Linked DNA regions of Zea mays: regions 2, 3 and 4 are each linked to region 1. A link is a contact called in public Hi-C data. All regions are on one chromosome and are shown on one strand. Each heading gives the region's core, a stretch centred on a gene start, on an enhancer-like site or on the middle of the called end of the contact. The rest is flanking DNA. Distances are from core to core; before and after follow the strand shown. Region 1 holds the start of LOC109942247 (plant intracellular Ras-group-related LRR protein 5-like). Region 2 holds the start of LOC103638902 (protein transport protein sec31). Region 3 holds the start of LOC100272999 (Pyruvate kinase). Region 4 holds the start of LOC100282511 (ATP binding protein).

The links. Hi-C and Micro-C count contacts between places; a contact is called where the count stands out from the background.
Region 2: a contact with region 1 is called in a Hi-C map of leaf, with 6 times the contacts expected there. The contact joins the promoter of LOC103638902 here to the promoter of LOC109942247 in region 1. A contact is called at or near these places in 5 of 25 Hi-C or Micro-C datasets (bundle sheath, ear, leaf and 2 more).
Region 3: a contact with region 1 is called in a Hi-C map of tassel, with 2.0 times the contacts expected there. The contact joins the promoter of LOC100272999 here to the promoter of LOC109942247 in region 1. A contact is called at or near these places in 2 of 25 Hi-C or Micro-C datasets (ear and tassel).
Region 4: a Hi-C map of ear shows a contact between it and region 1, with 2.4 times the contacts expected there. The contact joins the promoter of LOC100282511 here to the promoter of LOC109942247 in region 1. A contact is called at or near these places in 4 of 25 Hi-C or Micro-C datasets (ear, leaf and tassel).

What each region holds. Positions count from the first base shown.
Region 1 is chr9:118,403,562-118,406,774 of Zm-B73-REFERENCE-NAM-5.0, forward strand. It overlaps LOC109942247 (plant intracellular Ras-group-related LRR protein 5-like), which reads right to left and starts at 1,314. Exons shown (of 3, transcript NM_001351093.1): 1 at 696-1,314. The coding sequence starts at 1,242.
Region 2 is chr9:118,242,092-118,245,513 of Zm-B73-REFERENCE-NAM-5.0, forward strand. LOC103638902 (protein transport protein sec31) reads left to right here and starts at 1,290. Exons shown (of 5, transcript XM_035962635.1): 1 at 1,290-3,406. The coding sequence starts at 1,423. The coding sequence ends at 2,682.
Region 3 is chr9:118,619,200-118,622,588 of Zm-B73-REFERENCE-NAM-5.0, forward strand. It overlaps LOC100272999 (Pyruvate kinase), which reads right to left and starts at 1,854. Exons shown (of 12, transcript NM_001147449.1): 1 at 1,711-1,854; 2 at 820-1,083; 3 at 444-609; 4 at 1-120. The coding sequence starts at 1,083. LOC109939156 reads left to right here and starts at 2,764. Exons shown (of 1, transcript XM_020544090.3): 1 at 2,764-3,389. The coding sequence starts at 3,292.
Region 4 is chr9:118,568,428-118,571,926 of Zm-B73-REFERENCE-NAM-5.0, forward strand. It overlaps LOC100282511 (ATP binding protein), which reads right to left and starts at 1,272. Exons shown (of 10, transcript NM_001155420.2): 1 at 1,063-1,272; 2 at 700-956; 3 at 483-618; 4 at 58-191. The coding sequence starts at 1,147.

The DNA of each region.
Region 1 (3,213 bases), core at 64-2,563:
CAATCGTAGGGTCTGTGCTAATGAATAAACGATTCATCCAGTTGAAACCAATCAAATAAGCAAATAATATATTTGGGGGGGGGGGGGGGGGGGGGGGGGGCATTCAGAAATTTGTGCTTGCCTGTAAAATCAAATTAGCTATTTGATTCTGGTGCAATGTTCCATAACGGAACAGTCCACAGTTAACACACAGAAACATCACAAAGCGCACAGCCCATCATCGTGTCCAATTACCAGCACTAGTAAAGTACAGGTACTGATAAGAAATGCGGCCATTACTATAGCTGAGGTACCATTATGATGGCATCCTATGAAAAAGTCAATCATAAACAAATTATCATGGGGCGAAACAATATGTTACTATAGTTGTAGAAAAAAAAACCTTACATTGATTCAACTAACAAGTCCTAGTAAAGTATTCCTTAAAAAAATAGTCAGTGTAATGGAACTACGGACTGAAGATATGGTAAGAGGAAATAAATCTGGGTGACAAGAAAAATTGACAACACAAAACAAGGACAAGTCAACATAAACCACACCAATCAAACGATCAACTTGGTTTGTAACAGCTAATCAACTCAGGTTTGGACAACGAAATCGAACGGAATAGCGTAGCGCCTGCGGAGCGAAAGCTCACCTAAATTTGCAGGGGAAATACAGATACCGAGAGACCGATTAGGAAGGAGTAGTAGTACCTGCCGAAGCAGCACGACGCAGCGACGAGACGGACTTGGGTTCCAGTCCCAAGCCGCCCTTGCTCCCGCGACCAATCTCGGCTGGCGCGGCGTCCAGCTCCGTGTTCCGGGTGGCGTCGACCTCGACGACCTCGTCGTGGTCCACCGCGGCACCACCCGTGCCGCTCCTGGCCCCGGCACCACCGCCGGGGGACAGAAGACGCGACGCCCGCTGGATGAGGTCGTCGAAGAGCCTGAACCGCCTCTCGAGCTCGAGGACGTGCGCGGCCTCCTTGCGCTGCTGCAGCGCGCGGAGGCGCACGGAGCTGCGCCGGGCCTCCCACAGCACGTCGAGGAGCTCGGGCGGCGCGCCCCCGCGCGCCAGCGCCTCCTCCCTGTCGATCTCGGCGAGGCGCGCCTCCTCCTCCGCGGCCGCCGACGCCAGCACCGCCGCCGCCGCCTCCACCTCCTCCACGGCCGGGCGCGGCGGCAGCTCCCGGTACAGCCGCGTGAGCTCCTCCACGGCGCCCGCCGTGGCCGGGGACGTCGTCGGCCCGGCCGCGGCCATCTCCGTGCCGTACCCGCGCAAGCTCCGCGGAGGATGTCGTCGCGACTCGCGAGAGCGTAGGTAGATGGAGATGGAGATGGAGAGCGAAAGAGTGGAGCGGCCGCCGGCTGGTAATGATGGTTCGGCGTAGACGGGTGGGCCGTGGGCGTGTATAAAGAAGGTGCGGAACAGGAGGGCGTAATTGTGACTGTGAATCCAAATGTCTGGAGTGGAGACGGGACGGGGTCGGGATTAGAATGGATGCGAGGGAGCTCAACGCGAAAGAAAGAGGGAAGTGGCGGCTCCAGCCGGCGGGATGCCAGCGCTTAGCTGGCAGAGGACCGGGCGTGTCCAGTAGGATCTGGAACGAGGTGACTCAGCCCCCAGGGGCAACTGCCATTTGTGTGACCCTTCTGCCTTTATTAGTCCTGTCACAAAGATTTGACAATTATCGCCACTTCATATATAATTATAGCTGGATTTAGAGCCGAACGTCTTCTGCTCGCCAGACCTGCTCTGCTGCGTGTTTTTTTTATTTGCTGCACTTGTTTAAATTTGATTTGAGGGGGGACCCAGAGCATCGCGTGATGAGCGACAGGTAATGCCTGCTAACACTGCGACTAGATTATTGTTTCGTTCGCTTCGGTCCACTCGATGACAGTACAGCAAGAATTTTTCAACGGACAGAATGGGAGGCCGCCGCCGCCCCGGTTTTGGACGTACGTACCCAGGCTGCCCATTCCTGGCGACCTCGTGCGTACCGGACGGCCGATGGTAGTATATGAGCCTGTCCGAGAGCGCTCCGGCTCCAGAAAACCAGATTACCAAGTACTCCAGCTCAACCGTGGATCTAAAATTTACAACATCATTTATTAAATGATGTCTATTAAGCGATATATAAATACTAATTAAAAAAACAAAAGAGATAGAGATGCGAAGAGCTCGTATCTACACCCGTGCGTATGGAAGAACCTGCCGATGGCCCTATCCGAGGACGAGAAAAGACGCAACTCCCTCCGACTTCGTCGATCGAGATGGGCGCCAATGCTGGCCGTTGCATTGGACGGTCGATAGAAACAAAAGCAAACCGAGCTCTCCCATGCATGTTTTCCTTCGTCAACGGCCGGCTGCCTAGACACGCTTTTACCGGATCCAATGCGCCGTTGTTTGCTCTCTCAGCTAAACTAGAGCCTCTTTGCTTCGGTCCAGCCCGCATGCCGTCTACTGGATGGGCGACGAGCTGGTTGAGGAGTCCTTGTTTCATTTTGGTAGTTGGGTACCGAATTAGTTAGACTTTACTTCAAAAAATTAGGTGGACTAATACGAGCTTAGACGGAGACACACATACGCACGCTAGCTAGCACGAACTCTAGATACATGTAGTAGGAAATGGATTGGAGTTGTTCAAATGCTCAATTGTGTGTCAATAAAGAAGCTCATTGCATATAGGAGGACACCGACATAGTGTCATGTGACTAGGTGGAAAAATTAAGGTCCTGTTTGTTTTAGGTTTTTTTTAGCTTCTGGCCAACAAAAGCTATTTTAAACTGTTAAACGCTTAGCTTTTCAACTCGTTTCTATAAAAATCGATTTAGTAAAAAACCATCCAAAAACCAACATAAACACATAATCGGTCAAGTCGATGTAATAGTATGAATCTGTCACTTTCTATATCTTGAACTCTATGCGTACAATTATCTTCATTTGCACGTAATCTTCACGGTACCTAGATCTATCCTACAGCCAAATTTTTTTCCCATTAGAAAAAACTGAACCAAACAAGCCATAATAGCATGGCTTAGCTACGATGAGGCGGTTAAGTATAAAGGACAGGTCAGAGGCTTTAGAAGCGACGGACCGTATGTGGCGGAGAACTTGATGTTGATATACCAAACAATGATGGAGCACAAGCAGAATTGCAATCGATGAAACCAATAAACTACCGGTCCTTTTCTTTTTACATCTTACCCTTCTATATATCTCTCTCTGCCA
Region 2 (3,422 bases), core at 40-2,539, 160 kb before region 1:
TTTTAGCATTCTCCGTGTAACTGAAATGAAGGATGGGCAAAAGGTGAAATTTATATGGTTTAGTCCATTTTATTCACCCCAGAGACTGAAACATTTTAGTTTTAACTTTAGTCCTACCGTTTGGCAATTTAGTGACTAAATGAGACTAAAATAAAGGGACTAATCTTTAGTTCCTTTTAACCAAACGGGGTCTAAAGTGGGCATCAGATAGCACTTGAGCTGAAGGAGATTGCTCCACTGGCAGCTCGCATCATCTTCCTTTTGGAGGATGCAGACTAGAGCTACAGATATGGTCAAGAGAAATTTACGACGTGTTTGGTTTGCTCTTTAGTTTGTAGAATGATGTTTTATTCCTCGTAGACTAATAATTAGTAATAATTCTTTTTTGAGAATGCCACCACGTAGAACCAGAGCACTGCTTTAGAGCAGCGTCCCATGGGACCATCTACAAATGCAGCTCGATGGAGTAGTGTTCGATCCATCGGACCATCTACAAGTCCAGCTCGCTCTACTGTTGTAATAGTGAGAGTGTTGACATTCAGCTTCGTAGCTTTGGCAAATTAGGCCGAGGGTCTGAAGCGGCGGCCCAACCGGTCATCTGGGCTGCAGCCTATGGTACCCAGCATAGTCCTGAGCATTCTCCTTGAGGGCCTTTTGGCAACAATATTGTAATTTTATAACTGTCATAACAATAATTAATCTTTTCTAACAACATATTAATATATAATTATTGTATACTAAATGATTTTAATTTTGGGTGCGTGGTCGATATGGAAACATAGGAATAGGTGTGTGTTTGATGGTTGTAGCCCAAGTGTTGAGATCACCCTCTCGACAGCAAGGGAGGAGATGATGTGCTGGCATTTGCTGGCGCTAAAGCTCTCTTTTTTCTTATCTAGAGGAGTTGTCTTAGGAGTGGTGTGAAAGTCTGTATACGGTGGTGTGTGTCGGTTAAGTGTGTTGCTCGTGTTTTGGAGTTTCACCTCATTTTCTTCTTAATAATAAAAACAGGCAGATCTACTGCGTATTAAAAAATAATTTTAATTTATTTGAAAGTGGAATATATATAAAATTATAATACGAAACAAACGGAGCCGTATTATATAATGTGCTGTTTGCACGGTACCCAAGAAAATGCAGCACCTACCTGATGCTGGGATTTTATTTCACAGCGCACATAATCCGATGCTAAAAATGATCTATATTTGGATGCATAACGTATTTTCAAAATCTGATACTCATTATCTGCCATGAACTAAACAAGGCAAACAAAATAACTCATACAGGCAACCAGCACCTAAATGCCGTGCCGCGTCCTACCCGGGCCGCTGCCTCCACCAAAAAGCGTAACCGCACAAATTCCACCGATCCCCCTCGCCCCGGTCAAATCCTCTAGCCTCCCTGTGCCCGGCGGCGAGCCCCATGGATCCTTCCGTCGCCCGGCGGCAGGAGGCGGAGCGGTTTATGAACATCGCCGAGAAGCTCCTGATGGCGCGGGACCTCGAGGGCTGCAAGCAGTTCGTCGCCCAAGCCCTTTCCTTCGACCCCCGCACCCCGGGCGCCGACGACCTCCTCGCCGCCGCCGATGCCCTCCTCGCGGCCCAGCGTCGGCGCCTCCCGTCCGGGCCCCTCGACCCCTACGCCGTCCTTGGCCTCGACTCCGCCGTCCCGGCCTCCCGCGACCCCGACGTCGTGCATTCCCATTACCGCCGCCTCTCCCTCTTGCTCAACCGCTCCCACCCCGACCGTCCCTGCTCCCTCGCCTTCGCCGAAGCCGCCCGCCTCGTCGCCGACGCTTGGGCCTTCCTGTCAGATCCCCTCCGCAAAGCCTCCCTCGACTCCGACCTCGACGCCGCCGCCGCTGCAACTAACGCAGCGGCAGCCGCCGCCGCCGCCGCCGCCGCTCGTGTACCCATCGATCCCCATCCAGAGAAGCAGAATCAGCTGCAGTCACAGCCTCCTCCGCCGCCGCCACTTGCTCCGCAGCCAATGCAGACTGTGTCAGGCACGCCGCCACCAAAGCGCGGGCGGCCGCCGCGGGCTGCCAAAACGCCGGCGACGCCGCCTGCTCCGCAGACCGTTTCGGGCACGTCGCCAACAAAGCGCGGCCGGCCGCCGCGGGCTGCCAAACAATCGCCTGAGGTTGAACGGAACCAGGAGGGGGAAGCTCAACAGGCGCCAGTCTTCTGGACAGCTTGTCCCTCCTGCTGCCATTTACACCAGTACGACCACTCCTACGAGTCGCAAACGCTGCTTTGCCCTAGCTGCCGCCGGCCGTTTGTTGCCACTGCAATGTCCACGCAGCCGCCCATCGTGCCAGGCACAGACATGTATTACTGCTCCTGGGGGTTCTTCCCAATGGGTTTCCCTGGTGGTCCTGCATTCGCTGAACCACTCAATTCCCCGCAGCAGCAGGCACCTGCTGCTCTAGGATTTTATCCAATGGGGCCATACTTGCCATTACCAAGCCTAAGTGGCATTGTGGAAGGGGAAGGCAATAAGGCAGTTGATGCTGGCACTGGCATTCCTGTCATCCCAACAGTGGCAGCACCAGCATCAGCATCATCGCCAGCGCCGACAGCGGCAACACCAGTGGAGTTCTTACATGTGAAGGTTGGGGCAAAGAAGCGAGGGCGGCCCAAAGGCAGCAAGAACAAAAAAGCTGTGGTTGAGGTAAATTAGGGCTATGGAATGACACATGTGAAGGTTGGGGCAAAGAAGCGAGGATGCCCTGACTGCCTGAAGGCAGCAAGAACAAGAAAGTGGTGATTGAGATCGATTAGGGCTATGGCATGCTGATCGCTGCATCATTCGACATCTGCATCAGTTGTAAACTACATTGTGTATGTGTATGTGTATGGTTCTTTTCTTGCTTGCAGATGACTTGGGCACTGTAAGATGGTCGAGGGTTAGAGCTTCACCTCGATAGTTGGTCAAGAATCAGAGCTTCACCATTCATGAATTTTGGTGACTAGGTTTTTCTCCTTACTTCCATAGCGAAGTTTACCATAGTAGTCAGTTCAGGTGAGATCTGTTTTTTGTTTGTATCATCCCATTAGATGGGTGAGATGTTTCATATTGTAGGGTGGCAGCTGCTCAAGTGCCCATTATGCTGTCTGCAACTTGTAAAGATTAGGAGATGGATAATAAGCTATGTGAATGCACATTAATTATAAACACTCAGTGTGAAACTGTTGAAATTGCCAACTTTGCTTCGGCAATTTGGAATAGTTTGTCACACCTCTTGACTTGTCGCCTCAACGCGGGCACAGGCACAGCTGTTGCTTATCTGCCTAATGTGCCGGAGTCATTGCCATGGCACATGGTACTGTGATGGGCAGAGCAAGTGGTGGGTGCATGCACGAGGAGCTGGTGATGGCAGAGGGGATCTTATGCACCATGGATGGTGAGTTGTCTATGCA
Region 3 (3,389 bases), core at 604-3,103, 220 kb after region 1:
AAGTAGCACTTTTTCCACGAACATTTAGGTGGCGCCTTGATTTCAATTCCCCGCCGTCAACTACTTCACACTTGACTGTATCAGCTGTTTTAGACTTCACAGCAAGCGACATCATTCCTCCTGTAGCACACAAACAGCACAATGAAGGATCAGTGTATAAAACATAAACCATATATATTATTTAATTCCAAACAAGTGAATCAGTTTATGGAAGGAGGTAACAAAAGAATCTGACAATATCCATTACAGGATCACAGTAATACAAAATTAACATAATCAATACTTAATTGAATGAAATGAGTTAGATTGCACAGAAAATATGATTGTAGGGATAACTTGAATACTCATCAGCTGACACAGCATGAGCAAGAACTTGCTTCAACAAGTAACTAATCATCTAGACACGTTCAAAATAGGATATGCCAATTGAGAGTTTAGCTCACCATCCACTAACAGTATGTCACCAGCTTCAACATCATTTATGAAGTCATCATAGTTCACGCTGACAGTGTCTTCAGTGCTCACCCCTCTTTTAATTGTGAAATTGAACTCTTGCCCTTCACTGAGCATAATTGGCTCTGGAACATCCCCACTTCTAACTTCAGGACCCTGCATCCATCAAATTCAGTCACAAGAACTTAAGTTGCTATAGCATTTGTTTTAACATATTCACCGGGGCCTGGTGCAGCAGTGAGAGCTGTCTCACTGAGTCACCAGGTCACAGGTTCGAAGCAGCTCTCCATATTTGCGGGGGAAAGGCTTGCCTCAGTTTATCCCTTTCCCGGGCACTGGGTCTGCCAGTAGTCAGCAGAGATATACCTTAGTGTCCAGCATGATGGCAATAACATTTCCATCAGTGTTCTGTGCATTGTACTCCTTGACCAAATTGATAACCTTCTGGTGTGACTGGTGGTCACCATGGGACATATTAAGGCGTGCTACATTCATTCCAGTCTCTGCAAGCTTCCAAATCATCTCACGAGTGTTGGTTGAGGGACCTATGGTGCATACTATCTTTGTCTTCCTCCTAGAATTTGCAATAGCTGCCTGTGAAGGGATTTCACTACTAGCCTCACTATACATCTGCATCAGAAATGGTAAAATCGTCACCACATAAAGCACCTTGTCACCACATTTAGTAACCACTGAAGTGATTAACTGTCCTATCGTTCATACTCAAAAGTGAGTTTTACTTAAAAGCCCATAAAGTAAGCTAAACATTGGTTACAAATTTCAGATGGTGGCAGAAATAGCATCAGGCTCTAGACCTCAATGACCAGAACGGGCACTAAATCAGATCAATTAAAAGGAGTATCTAGACAAAATGTTATAGAAATGAGCAAACACCTACAAATGCAACGCTATTTCTGTAGTTCTATTCACCATTGAAATGACAATCATCAAATCTCTGAGTCTGGAGCTCGAGAGCAGACGACCAACCTCTGTTCAGTAACGAGCCCGCAGCAACAACTGATATTACGAGCATCAACTGCGAATTACAGCGCTTGGAATCCAATTGCCAAACACAGTACATGCGCGCGGGGAGAGGCCGAAGCCGAACTGACCGAAGCAAAACCTGACACTAATCTCGTCTGCGAACCAAATTGGCAAGCACCAACGCACACAGAAATGGAAAGGAGCTGTACACTAATACCGCCAAGCAATCAAACGTGCAAGGAGAAGGCAGAAGAGCTAAAGGATGCCACTCACCTGAGCATGCACCGCGCCGTTGGCCGTGCTGGCGGCGAGATCCGCCGTCAGCGTCTCGGTGGCGGTCGTCCGCAGCGACTGCGCCGCCACCGCCCTCCTAGGCGCCGCCGCCGGGGCTGGGTGCGCAAGCGGCCTGAGCGCGGCCGCCGTGAAACCACCGATCTCCGCCGCGGCCGCCATTAGATGTCCCCGTGCTCCCGCGCCGCACTCGAGGAGAGTAGCGCACGAGCACGACAAGTCGTGGAGGCAGGCAGGTGCGGACTGCGGATGCTGCGGCGCGAGTGTGTGGGAGGGAAAGCGCTCTCCCCGCCGCGAGGGTTTTCGTATGATATTCCGGCGAGGCCGTGGCGGTGGCCGTGGGTCGCTTCTTTATACGCCGCAGAGGGAGATGGAGGAGGCAGGCCCACGCTCAAGGTGTGCAGGGCGCGGTCCACACGATGCCTCCAGTCCTCGGTTCCAACGCCCGAGAGAGCCGGAGCTTGGAACTTGGAAGGCTCTGCTAGCTGGCACGAACCAGTGGGACACTGTTCTATTTGGGTCCATACGTCAGTGGCTGTCGATGGTCTTATGGTTCCGCATGTCAGATACGGACTAGACGAGTTGTATCTCTGTTTTTTTTCCTCGGGAGGACAGTGGAATATGCCACGACCCACGAGATGGCGGATTGGAGATGCCAACGGAGACTGACATGTGGAGCCGGCGGCAAGGGCGGAGATGGCGAGGCGGGACCGCGGGAGGGCATAGTAACCTGACGTTTGCGTCGAGGAGACCAGGCGAAACCGATGCTCTCTTCGTCTTCTTCGAGCGTCCCAAAATCTCTACAAATATTAAGAGTCATCTGTAGACTGCCCCCGCTCTCCCCTGCCTCCCACGGATCCCGCACGCGCACGGCTAACTTACCCCGCCGCCGAGGATCCCGCCGCTCGGCAAACAACCGCCTCCGAGGATCCCGCCGCCCGCCCGCCCCCACCCAGCCACGATTCCCCGCCCAACGCGCGCGGGTCACGCGCACGTCGCGCCCGACCGGCCGCCAGCCGTGATTCCCCGTCGGCGGTGGCATCTTCGACGCCTCCACCGCCTTCTTCCTCACCAGCTACACCAGCACCCTCGGTGGAGCGCAGCTGCGCGTTTTTGAGCGCCGTCAGAAGGTGGGCGGCCGCCTGGGCACCGTCACTCTCGCGGGCGACAGCTTCGAGGCCGGCGGCTCCATCATCCACCCCCGCAACCTCCACGCGCGCCGCTTCGCCGACCTCCTGGGACTCGCCGTGAAGACCGGCGGCGACGACTGGCTAGGGATCTGGGACGGCAAAAGCTTCGTCTTCCAGGGGCGACGATGCGTGTTCGTTTGGTGTCTCAGTCATAGCCACAGCCACGGTACACCAGGATCCAGCCTGGCTCCTACTCCACGGGCTCCGCCGTTCCTCACATATACCAACTCGTCCCCTCTTATCTCCGTCCACCACGCATCGTCGCCCCTCGCTCGCTCCGCAATTCCGCATCGCCTCCTATCCTTCGCCCGCCAACCTCGGCGGGTCAGAGCGTGTTTCGCGCGGGGGCTGTGGCAGGAGCAGCAGCAGCGCCATGGACCCGTGCCCGTTCGTGCGGGTGCTGGTGGGCAACCTCGCGCTCAGAATGCCGGTGGCGCCGCCCGCCGCCGGGGCCGGCGCGGGCGTCCACCC
Region 4 (3,499 bases), core at 22-2,521, 160 kb after region 1:
GCCAGCAGAAAAAAAATGTAGTAAAAACTAGGAGGTGTCAGCAAACCTGTTGTGTACCTCATCAAAAAGTACCCTATAAGCATTCAAATCATGATAGATTTTCCTGTTCTCAGCATTGCAATGGTCGAGAGCTTGCGCAATGAAATATGCAACCCTCAGCCTCATTTCCCATGGTAACGGCTGCTTATCCCCTGAAAAAAGGCAGTGCAGAGCAGAGTCAATCAAGGGAGACAAGGTGGACAGGACACACCCACCTAGTCCGGGCAAACCACACTTTTGCAAGATCTGTGTAGGTCAAATGCAGCAATGGTGAAGGACATAAGGCGCATTAAGTCATTGTGTTAATGCAGAGGAGATTGAGATTCAGGGTTGGTGTGATGCGCCCACGGTCACCGTAGCCGTAGACGACACAACTCCAGCCCGCGAGGCCCGTATATAACAGAAAAATGCTGGAGTATCCCTAGCAGGTGGAGAGCACGTACAGTGGAAGAGATGCTTGGACAGGGTGTCGTTGGGCATGTACTCGGCGACAAGCAGCCTCTCGTCACCCTCGGCGCAGCAGCCAATGAGGTTGACGAGGCGCTTGTGCCGCACCTTCCCAACGCCCGCCGCCTCCGCCTGCAACAGCAGCAACACTGCATCACATTGCGAGATCCAAGCTGGGAGGAAACCAGACGAAGCAAGCAACGCAAATCATACGAGGAACTGCTGCGGGTCAGGCCAGGAGAGGCGCGAGAAGCGCTTGACGGCGATGAGCCGCCCGCCGTCGAGGCGGCCGCGGTAGACGGCGTTGGGCGCCTTCTCGCCGCTCTCGGAGACGATGAGGTCGGCGCTGAATCCCTTGGTGGCGGCGCGCAGCTCGGCCAGAGCAAACTCCCTGAACACCGGCACCGCGCGCTTCACAGCCTCCTTGTCGTCACCGTCGCCTTCCCCGTCGGCGCCGCCATTCGCCGCCTCTGCCATCCGATTGGACACAGCAGCCAGACGCAAGCACGCGCCGCGGATTAGATGGATTCGGCGGGGTTAGGGTTTAAGCGGCGGCGGCGGGGGCGTGACGCTTACCAGGATCTGCAGGCTTGTCGGCGGGGAGAGCGGCGGCGTCGTTGGGCGGCAGGGGCCCCGCCACCTTCGACTGGAAGCATCCCATGGGCGGGAATGGAGATCTAGGATGATTAGCGAAGCAAGATCAATCTGGCCAGTGGGAATGGGAGTGCGAGTGTGCGAGAGCGTGAGCTCAACTCGACTCCAGTCCAGCGCGGGGTAGTGTGGAATGGAGCAGCAGCCGCAGACTGAGCTCCTGATGAAGGTGGGAGTAGGAGGCACGAGGCAGGGCACCGAGAGAAGCGCGGCAGTACACAGGGGTTGCCGGGTGGGGATCCGGTAGGTAGGTGCGCCCGCAACACCAAGCCTCCCCACCTCCGGCTTTCTTTCGTTTTTATAAAAATAAAACTAAGGGTGTGTTTGGTGTGGCGCCTAAGCCGTCACATGCCACACTTTTAAGCCACAAGTGTTCACACTTGTGGCTTAAAAGTGTGGCGCGGTGTGGCGGCGCCGCCCCAAACACGCCTTAAATATCTCTAAAAAATCTCGTGCCATTACTATTACTTTTCTAAATAAATTTCGTACAATTTAAGGTGGTGTGTCATTTCGTCTGACTGAAATGAACGGTTTCCCATAAAAAACGTGGAAGGTTGGCCGCCACACTTGTGGCTTAAAAGTGTGGCACGATGTGGCGGCTTAGGCGCCACACCAAACACGTCCTAAATACCTCTAAAAAATCTTGTGCCATTACTATTACTTTTCTAAATAAATTTCGTACAATTTAAGGTGGTGTGTCATTTCGTCTGACTGAAATGAACAGTTTCCCATAAAAAACGTGGAGGGTGGCTCCCGTCCCCACCCCATCCACGCACCTTAAATCTTAAATTCATGCTTTCCATTCATATTTAAATACCTCCTCAAATACTCTTCACTCACTTTTTCTCCAATCATTCCTTAGCTCCTCTTTTGATTTTCAAATGAACTATTTGACTGTTTATATTAGGTTTTAAAGTTTTAAAAATACTACAATATTTATAGTACAATAATATATATTGTTATCACGTAATTGAATTTAAAAATTAATTTCACAATTAATGTATTTATTAACGAAAGGACATGTTTGGTTCGCTGACTCGCCTGCCACAGTTTGTCACATCTAAGATTAGATATGTTTAATCGAGTTAGGTGTGTGTTTGTTTTGTAACCACAATTGGGACGAAAATTTTCTCCTCCTATATAGACCCCGCTCGTCAATGTGGCATAAAGTGTGGTAAAATTTCCTTAAACGTGTCTACATAATTTAATTGCCTAACCTTACAAAGGTGTGGCGGAAAATACATGGGATTTTTTGGCACCTAAACATGCAACTAAACATGACTATGCCCCGTTGCAGGACATCGGTCACCAAACGTACGCGCTCGCAAGGGGGTGTGAGCGTGGGTGTGACCGTGTGAGCCTTCGACTATCTCTAATAGGTAGTGTAAAATAGCGAATGTGAAACTGTAGACGACACTGTTTGACAATATTCGCAGAGTAAAGCTTAAAATAGCGGGTGCCATAGAAATGGGATAAAATATCTGCTAGAGATAGCCTTATCTCGACTCCTAAAATTAAATATATTTGTTTTTAATTAAATATATAATACAATATTAATATGGGACTCCATAAAACTTGGTGTTTGAATTTTTAGCTTTCTCACGGACGAAGGTTGTTACATACTGTATTTTATATAGCTTTGATTCGTTCTGATTTATGTAAGACATAATATATAACTTGCGGTTAGTTAGAAATCTGTTAGATAAAATCACAAACCCAACGACTCTGATCCGTGTTGGCAAAAAAAATAACAATTATTTTTATAGTTAGATAAAAACAAAAGTAATAGATCATAATATAAAGATAAATAATAAAATCCTAAAAATATTGATGTACTTGTATTATATTAGTTTGTTATCTGCAATCATATTAAATTTAGACAACTAAAATACAGAAAAAAGGATATTAAAAACTAGAGTACATAATTAAGATTCTCAGATGGACAATTGATTCTGTTTTTAAACTACATTTATTTAAAGATATATAGATTGTTAATATTTTTTTGTAAACTTAATTAAAATTAAAAAGGTTCACCAATAAAAAATTATACGATGGATAAAATATAGTAGTGTTTAGTCTATCTCTAACTGTTTATTCTTTTTTATCTTTTATTTTAAATTCTACTTTATAAACTGTCTATCTTATACTAAAATATTTTTTCCACTATACACGATCTACTCGCGTTACCTTCGGATCAGGGAGTGGGAGAGCAATGAGCAAGGAGACCAAGACCAATGGAACGCACGGCATTGGCGTGCCTCTTTTGGGCTCATGTTCCGACATGCAACGAGTTTGGTACGAATTTAAGAGTCAAAAAATAATGTTGACAAACTTCGAGAAGGTTGGTTTTATTTTTGTAATA